2 separate regions of the Macaca mulatta genome follow, and region 1 is linked to region 2. The links are chromatin contacts, called in public Hi-C maps. All regions are on one chromosome and are shown on one strand. The core of a region is the stretch at or near the end of the contact, and the rest is flanking DNA. Distances in the headings are between cores, read along the strand shown. Region 1 holds the start of ARIH1 (ariadne RBR E3 ubiquitin protein ligase 1). Region 2 holds the start of HEXA (hexosaminidase subunit alpha).

Region 1 (4,314 bases), core at 532-3,031, 83 kb after region 2:
CTGTAATCCCAACACTTTGGGAGGCTGAGGCGGGTGGATCACGAGGTCAGGAGATCGAGACCATCCTGGCTAACATGGTGAAACCCCGTCTCTACTAAAAATACAAAAAAAATTAGCCAAGCGTGGTGGTGGGCGCCTGTAGTCCCAGCTACTTGGCAGGCTGAGGCAGGAGAATGGCGTGAACCCAGGAGGTGGAGCTTGCAGTGAGCAGAGATTGCACCACTGCACTCCAGCCTGGGCAACTGAGCAAGACTCCATCTCAAAAAAAAAAAAAAAAAAAAAAGAACAAAAAAGAACCTAGACCTATCAGTAGAGGTTAAAAGCTTTACTTTTTAAATCCTGAGGTTAAGAAATTATCAGTATTTCGAAACTTACAAAATGGACAAATTGGTAGAGGCTTTTTAACATTATAATGGAATTTTTCACTTTTCAAAATCAATTTCCAAAGGGAACCTATAGGTTGAACAGTAAGATTTATCAACAAAGCAGGGATTTAGATTGTAAAAGGTTTTCAATCTGGCCAATTCTTCAGATTATCTCAAGAGGGAGCCTTCTTATGCCTCTTCTTCCTTCATAACACTTGTCTGGCTCTCATGTCCTGTTTACAAAGATTTAAGCCCACTCTTAAAAAGGCATAAAATGCTCTTACTGACATGACCCCTGACTAACTTGCCTAATATTTTGCCATCTACCCTCCATGCACTTTAAGCTCCCAAACTATTAATTACTTGACACCTTCTGCGCTTTTGCTTGGTCTCTGTGGCCAGACCATCTTCCCTGCCTTCTCTGTTGAACTCCTAGCCATTCAACAACACTCAGCTCACATAGCACACTTTCAGATGAGATTCAAGCATTATCTCTCTTGCTACATTTGGCCCTTGTAGATATTTCTATTATTGCCTGTATTTTGTTGAAGCATTCATGTCTTTTATGTACTATACAGTATATAATACATATGCATTACAATGCATTTTTGATTCATGTTTTGGGGCATCCAGCGGCTAAAATAGGGCAAGGGTTATGTGGTCTTGGCCAGGTCCCTTTTCCTTTCTGAGCTTCAGGTTCCTCAGGTATAAAATGGGTACTATGGCTCCATGAAGATGAAACAGAATATATGTAAAGCCCTTACACAGTGCTCAATTCATGAAAACCATCGCTGTTTACATTGTTTAGGGCCCTCAAGAGGCGCTCTAATCAGCGGGGTTGAGGAAATGCCTCTTTAAAATGACGTCATTATAGGAGACTTAAAAACCACAGCATGTCTGTACAAGTGAACAGGATCACACAGCTACCTAAAGTGGGTTCGCCTGTCATACAGTTTAGAGGTTCCACTTACAACAGGTTTCCATCAGTAGCCAAAGCAACAGAAATTTTAGATTAACAGATCACGGCTTCCGGGATTACCGCAGGGCGGGCGGGAAGCGCCTTTCCGCCCGGGTGGGAAGGCCGCGTCCCCATGGGACTGCCGGAGGGAGCTGGATCCCTATGGCCTGCGGCAAACACCACCACCTAGGCGGTCCAGGGGTCCCTCTCTCGGTGACTGGTGACCAGGAGGCCGCAATCTCTTCACATAAAAGCTCTACGGGTTTCCGCTCGGCCCTCACAGCGGCAGCGGACCGAACCGAGAAGGCAACTCCCGCTCAAGTCCTAGGCCCAGGTAGGCCGGGCCGTGGGGTCTCCCCGGGCTCCACGCAGGGGCGGCGGGGCGGGGCGCAGTGACGCAAAGAGGAGTGACGCGACGACGCAACGCGACGCGGTGACGCACGCCCCTTTGTTGGCTCAGTAGCGATAGCAGCGGCCGTAGAGGTGGCGCTGGGGACTGTTTTCTCTCGGAGGCCGGAGCGGAGCCGCGTCTGACTGAGGCGGGCAGCAAGCGGCCCCCTCGCTCCCTCCCTCCCTCCTCCGCGCCCTCCCCGCCGCCACCAGCAGTCAAACGCCAACCGCCGCTCCTGGGGAGGAGCCGCGGCCCGCGGGGCCGGAGCCAGGCCTGCGTCCGGACATCAGCCGGAGCCGGAGCGAGAGCCGGGGCCTCGGCGTCCCCGCCCTCTCCCCGCCTCGGCCAGCGTCCGCCGGGCCCCCGCGCGTCGCGCCATGGACTCGGACGAGGGCTACAACTACGAGTTCGACGAGGACGAGGAGTGCAGTGAGGAGGACAGCGGCGCCGAGGAGGAGGAGGACGAAGACGACGACGAGCCGGACGATGATACCCTGGATCTGGGCGAGGTGGAGCTGGTGGAGCCCGGCCTGGGCGTCGGCGGGGAGCGGGACGGACTGCTGTGCGGGGAGACGGGCGGTGGCGGCGGCAGCGCTCTGGGGCCCGGTGGTGGCGGCGGCGGCGGCGGCGGCGGCGGTGGTGGCGGGCCGGGGCACGAGCAGGAGGAGGATTACCGCTACGAGGTGCTCACGGCCGAGCAGATTCTACAACACATGGTGGAATGTATCCGGGAGGTCAACGAGGTCATCCAGGTGAGGGTGGCCGCCGCGCCAGCTGGACCGGGCTCAACCGGGGAGCGGATTCAGGCTGCACGCGCGGTCCCAAGGGACAGGCCTGGGCCTGGTGCGCAGCCCAGCCCGGTGCCTCCCGGCCTTGTCTTCTCCGCTGCCTCTGCTGGGGATAGAGGGTGTCGAAAGCAGAGGTTCGCCGATTAGCCGGGTGTGGGGAGGTACTCTGGGGGCGGTGCTTCCCAAGTCCTGCTATGGCGGAGGCCTTCGGCCGCCTAAGCCTTCTCTTGCGGGCAATTTCTGCCAGTCCCCGGCCCCGGTGTCCTTTCTTTGCCTGGGCGAGCGCCTACTGGGGCGGGGCGGAGGAGGTGGGGTGGGGAAGAGGAGTCAGGAAGAATTGGGCCCCGACGAGGGTTACCCCGGCCTTAGCCTCATTTGAGCACTTTTGGAAGGGATTAGAGTAGGCCTTAGAGCAGCTTGGTGTACAGTTGCCCCAAGTGGGCACCAGTTAATAAAGAAATGGATCTTGGCAGTCTCAAGTGCCTACTTAAAGGGTGGGGGAAGGGAACTATTTCTCGGAAGAGGTGCTGATGGGCCTTTTCAGATGGTGAGGCTTCTGCTTACATCTTTTTTACATTTTTGCTGTTTGGGACCTAACTGCTACTTTTTCTAGTCGTAGCATATTACTTGCTTGAAGCTGTTGGAATAGTTACTGCATATTGCATACCCATCCTTGTAGCTAAAACGGCAACAAAACGCAGTGTTGTCTAATATTGGACAAGACTCTATTGTTAGAAAGAAGAGACTTTCTGCTTGTGAACTCCTTTCTCTGATATTTTCTATTTTGTGGTAAGTTAGGCTTGGTGTAAGTTGATAACCACATCTCAGTGAACCATATGCGTCAGATTTTGCATTTTTGAGCTTTAGAAAATCAAAAATCTTCATTTCTTTGGGGGAAAAAACCTCACTTGTCCTGAGGAATCAGGGATATGGCCGAAGAATAAAAATGAAGCTTGATTTAGTGCAACTTTTAGAAAACCTGGAAGGAAACATATATGAGCAGCAAGTTACTTACTATTGCCTCTTGCTTGTCAGTCATCATTTCGTTTTTAACATAAATTGGTTGGCTAAATATTCATTGACAAATTAGAAGTATGGCACTGTCAACTCGTTGACTTTCTATCATTAACAGATTTTTATAGTATTATAAGTAACAGTTTTAAAAATTGAATTATCTATTCAGGCACTGTTTGAATACAGCGTTTTGCATAATAGAAAAATGTCTGATACCTAGTGCCATTACTAAATAGTGGAAGTCTTAATTTTTTAATATAGAGAACGCAGTCTAAGAAGGAAGTTGAGGATTGTAGAAGATAATTTTTTTTTGTTTGAAGCAGAGTCTCGCTGTGTCTCCCAGGCTGGAGTTCAATGGTGCAGTCTCAGCTCACTGCAACCTCCGCCTGCCGGATTCATGCAGTTCTCCTGCCTCAGCTTCCCCGGTAGCTGGTACTACAGGCGTGCGCCACCATGCTCAGCTAATTTTTTGTATTTTTAGTAGAGACGGGTTTCATCATGCTGGCCAGGCTGGTCTCGAACTCCTGACCTCGTGATCCGCCCGCCTCGTCCTCGCAAAGTGCTGGATTACAGGCGTCAGCCACCGCGCCAGGCCTGTAGAAGATGCACGTGTAAGACAAATCTGATTAGGTAAGAAAAAATAAAAAGACAAAACAAGCCTGCCACCCAGAGACCTACACCAAAATGTCAACTGTAGTTATTTTTCTAGACCTTTGGATAGCTACTAATATGGTTCGACATTAATAACAGTGGAACTGTACTGTATGTTCTGTGTTTTCAGTGGAAAAACATTATTAC
Region 2 (4,356 bases), core at 509-3,008:
TCAGAGGAAAATGTGATCTACCACACTCAAGAGCAGGCCTCTTATCCTCTCCAGCTTAATGCATTTTACCAGTTAAGGACTACTCTGATGCTGAGATTGTACTTCTTTCCCTAAATCAAATGTCATGTGTTTAATTAAATGCTTTTAATTCTAGATATCAAATAACTTTTGTGAAGTAATTTAAACACACTTGAAACATCATATAAAATATTACTATATGACTCAACTGTAAATGTGGCTCCCACCCCCATAACATCTATACAATATAACCAAAGAGCTAGATTCCAGGAGATTATCAAGAAACTTCTAAATTTTGAACCCATGCAGCAGAATTGTATTCCTTTACATTGTTGACTCGACTTATACATGTGCTGTGGAATAATTATCCTCAAATGCAATTTTCAGTACTGATTACATAGCTGCCTAAAAGAAAACTGTTAGCCCCTTCCATTTTATATCAAACCAATGACTAAAGTGCTCTTGACCTCTTTAACCCCACATTTTCCCCACCCTCATCCCTCCTCAATCCCCAGAACCCACTCATCACATCCACTAGACTTGAAATTTGAGCTCAATCATAACTCTTTGTGTCTCTGCTCAATCCCTTCTTCCTGCCTGGAATACCCTCTTTTCAGTCCCGGCTAATTACATGCACCACCCCATTCCAAGTAGCCGCTGGAAACTCACTTCCTTATGTTCTATGACTTCTTTCACAGTTTATACTTGTTTTGTTTTGGGGGGGGGGGTTGTTTTTTTGAGACGGAGTCTCGCTCTGCTGCCCAGGCTGGAGTGCAGTGGCGCGATCTCGGCTCATGACAACCTCCACCTCCTGGGTTCAAGCGATTCTCCCGCCTTAGCACCCTGAGTAGCTGGGACTACAGGCGCGCACCACCACGCCCGGCTAATTTTTTGTATTTTTGGTAGAGACGTGGTTTCACGGTGTTGGTCAGGCTGGTCTCGAACTCCTGACCTCGTGATCCGCCCACCAAACATTCTATGTGCCAGACACTTGTATGTAACCTTGCATAGTTCTTGTATTATGTCTCCCCAATTTTGAGTGTTTTCTCTGGTCTCCTCTACCCAGCCCTTGGCCACAGCCTCACTAGGACCCTGGACAGCTTGAACACGGTCAGAAGCATCACCTAAGATTTTTGCTGGCACAGTATTTTCCATAAATTAATCTCCTGATTGAACCGTAGTCCTATAGTAGTTATCTTTGGATGTAAACCTAATACAGCTCGAGGAGGAAGTGGAGTGCTTGTGATCAGAGGGCTGGGCAAAAGCCCAGAGGGCGTCTCTGTAGCCCTGGGGGAGCTGTCCCCAGGCAGGCTCTCTCAGGGCCCGGGAACAGGGCGGGACAAGTTCGACTGACCTGTGCGGTAAGGACGGGGCCAAGACCCGGAACCGAAAAGCAGGTCACGATAGCGCTGGAAGGCCTCGTCGAGGACTGAGCAGCCAGGCTGCGCGGCGGAGCTGATATCGTACTGGAATTGAAAGTTGTTCGGATAAAGGACGTAGCGCTGGTCGGAGGTTTGGATGTTCTGAGGCCAGGGCCAGAGGGCGGTCGCCCGTCCTGCGAACGCTGCCGCCAGCAGCAGCGAAAACCAAAGCCTGGAGCTTGCCATGGCCCGCCGGTCTCCCCTCTCGGAGAGGCCTGGCCACGTGAGACCCTGGTCAGGTGAGCGGCGCCCGCGTGACTATCGGCGAATCACGTGACCAGAGGCCGCTCTGCGCCTGCGATCCCGGGAGGACCCACTCCCTGCCCTTTCACTTCCGGCCTGGACGTGAGGCTCCTGCTGCATGGAGCGGATAGTGCCGGGCGTCGGCAACTGCTCGGCTCCCCAGACGCCTGTCGGGCCCAGTAGAACCGTAAATAACCGGCCACCCCTGCGGCCGTGCGGTCTCTGATGGAACTAGACAGCTCACCCGACTCGAGAAGCACGGGGTGGGGAGGCGAGGACGCAGGGCGAGCTGGAAAAGAAAGTTTCCCAGATGGCTCCAGGGTGAATCTTGAATGTTGTGATGGAGCTCGCCAGGCCTACTGGGAGGTAAAGGACTTCCCAGGCTGAAGTAAGTTCAGCAGCAGAAAAACGGAGGATTAAAACCACAAGTCGTTGTGATGTGAAATTTCGTGGGGCAAGAATGGGCCGGAAGTGGGTAGTCTGCACGGCTCTGCTAGAGAGGGGATCACAAGATCACAAAAGTGTGATCTACTTATGACTGGAAAAAATGTGTACTTTCAGAGCCAGCTCGAGGCATTCCATTGCCTCCGATATGAGCTCTTCCCTTCAAGATTGACTATAAATCTCTTAGTTAGCAACTCACATCCCCTTTCCCCAGACAAAACCCCACATACCCCGGTGTGTATTTACTGAAAGCAGTAAGATATTGCTGGGCCTTTGGGTGCAAGATGGAGAGTGCTCAGAGATAAGGACAGGGGCCTGGTCCTGCAGGGCCTTACATAGGAAGTCGAGGAATTTATTCTCTGAGCAATTGAAAATCATCCCGAAAGATCTGCATTTTAGAAATACCATGTTGAATAGTTGCATAAAAAACCAGTTAGGAGGCCCCTTTTTATTGGAGGTAGAGAATAAGGAGAGACTGAACTACAGAAGTAGGGAAGGAAAAGCGCTGTAGATCCAAGAAATAGTGGGTATCCAGAAGAGAGGCTTGAGAAGTGATCAAGGAGAATTCCACAGTTATCAGAGACCCTGTCTTCCTTGTTCACCACTATGTTACCAGAACATAATACAAATAATGCTATTGTTATTGGGTGGCATTATTTAGTTAGTAGGTACTTTTTAAAATTTTAAATTTAATATTAGTATTAAAATACATGTAAAGATCAGGAAAATGAACTTTTAAAATTAAGGGCTTTCACTGGGCATGATAACACATCCCTGTAGTCCCAGCTACTCCCAGCTATTCAGGAGGCTAAGGCGGGAGGATCACTTGAACCAAGGAGTTCAAGTTTAGCCTGGGCAATATAGTGAAACCCTTTCTCAAAAACCAAGGGCTACTGAAATTGAAATCATGATAATTTATATTCAGCTCGTAGGTACCTAATTGCTAGTTATACATACATGGCTTTGATGGGAAATTAAACATTCTGACAATACAGAAATTCATCAAGCAATTTGTCTTTGATGGTTGATTATTCAAGAACAGAGCTTGTAGCAAAAAAAGCAGAAATTAGATCCCACAGTCATCAGGTTCAGATTCTAAGGCATGCATTCTTACACTAATTTCTTCTTTGCTCAAATCTTAATTTTCATCAGCATTAGTAAGTGTCTGGGTACTCTGCCAGTCAAGAGAGATGTTACCAAAGGTACAAAGGAAAAGGATTTGAAAAGTATTGTCAGAAGAGCCAAGTTCATAATCAGACCCACAGGATCAATAATTTGGGGGAGTGTTTAGAGCAGTTTCGAGGATGACAGCAGTAGATCGAAGTAGAATTTCAGGACTGAGCATATGCCAAGGCACCCTTTTATGTGATATTCAACCTGTACCAGAAGGGAGGAGTCATTTAAAAGAGTTACGCAAGATGAAAGAGCTAGATCCAAATAAAGACATTATAAAAATTACTAATGGGGCTGAGCATGGTGGATTACAGGGATTCAGTTATTTAATTATTACTGAAAGAGCTCTTTTAGACTTAACCAAATTTTTAAATCAAATATTCTTATGCATACATAAAAGTAAGTTACACAAGGTAAATTTGTTGATCTTCCAAAATATCCCCCCTTACTATACACTAGAGTGGGGTTTTGGCATAATGGCAGACAGATAGATGGAATGGAATAGAGGGTCCAGGAAAAGAGCCATTTGATTATTACTCGATCTCAACAAAGGCACCAATTTAATTTAGTGGGGAAAGCAAGTTATTTTCAATAAAAGGTGATAAAATAGATACCCCTATGTGGGGAAAATGAACTATGATCCCCTACCTCACAGCATACACAAACTTAATTAAAAATGGATCACAGGCTGGGGATGGTGGCTCACACCTGCAATTCCAGCACTGTGGGAGGCCAAGATGGGAGGATCACTTGAGCCCAGGAGTTCAAGACCAGCATGGATAATACAAGGAAACCTCACTTCTCTCTTTTTTTTTTTTTTGAGATGGGGGTGGTTAATGGGTACAAAAAAAGTAGACTGAATAAGACGTACTATTTGAGAGCACAACAGGGTGACTATAGTCAATAATAGTTGTATATTTTAAAAGAACTTAAAAGAGTGTAACTGGATTGTTTACAACTCAAAGGATAAACGATTGAGAGTATGGATAACCCCATTCTCCATGATGTGCGTATTTCACATTGGACACCTATATCAAAACATCTCATGTACCCCATA

The links. Hi-C and Micro-C count contacts between places; a contact is called where the count stands out from the background.
Region 1: a Hi-C map of CD4 T cells shows a contact between it and region 2, with 5 times the contacts expected there. The contact joins the promoter of ARIH1 here to the promoter of HEXA in region 2. A contact is called at or near these places in 3 of 14 Hi-C or Micro-C datasets (CD4 T cells, blood and cortical neurons).

The regions. Positions count from the first base shown.
Region 1 is chr7:50,098,093-50,102,406 of T2T-MMU8v2.0, forward strand. It overlaps ARIH1 (ariadne RBR E3 ubiquitin protein ligase 1), which reads left to right and starts at 1,782. Exons shown (of 15, transcript XM_028851099.2): 1 at 1,782-2,466. The coding sequence starts at 2,436.
Region 2 is chr7:50,015,400-50,019,755 of T2T-MMU8v2.0, forward strand. It overlaps HEXA (hexosaminidase subunit alpha), which reads right to left and starts at 1,759. Exons shown (of 14, transcript NM_001261529.1): 1 at 1,373-1,759. The coding sequence starts at 1,625. LOC144329974 (a long non-coding RNA gene) reads left to right here. Exons shown (of 2, transcript XR_013395743.1): 2 at 1,134-1,644.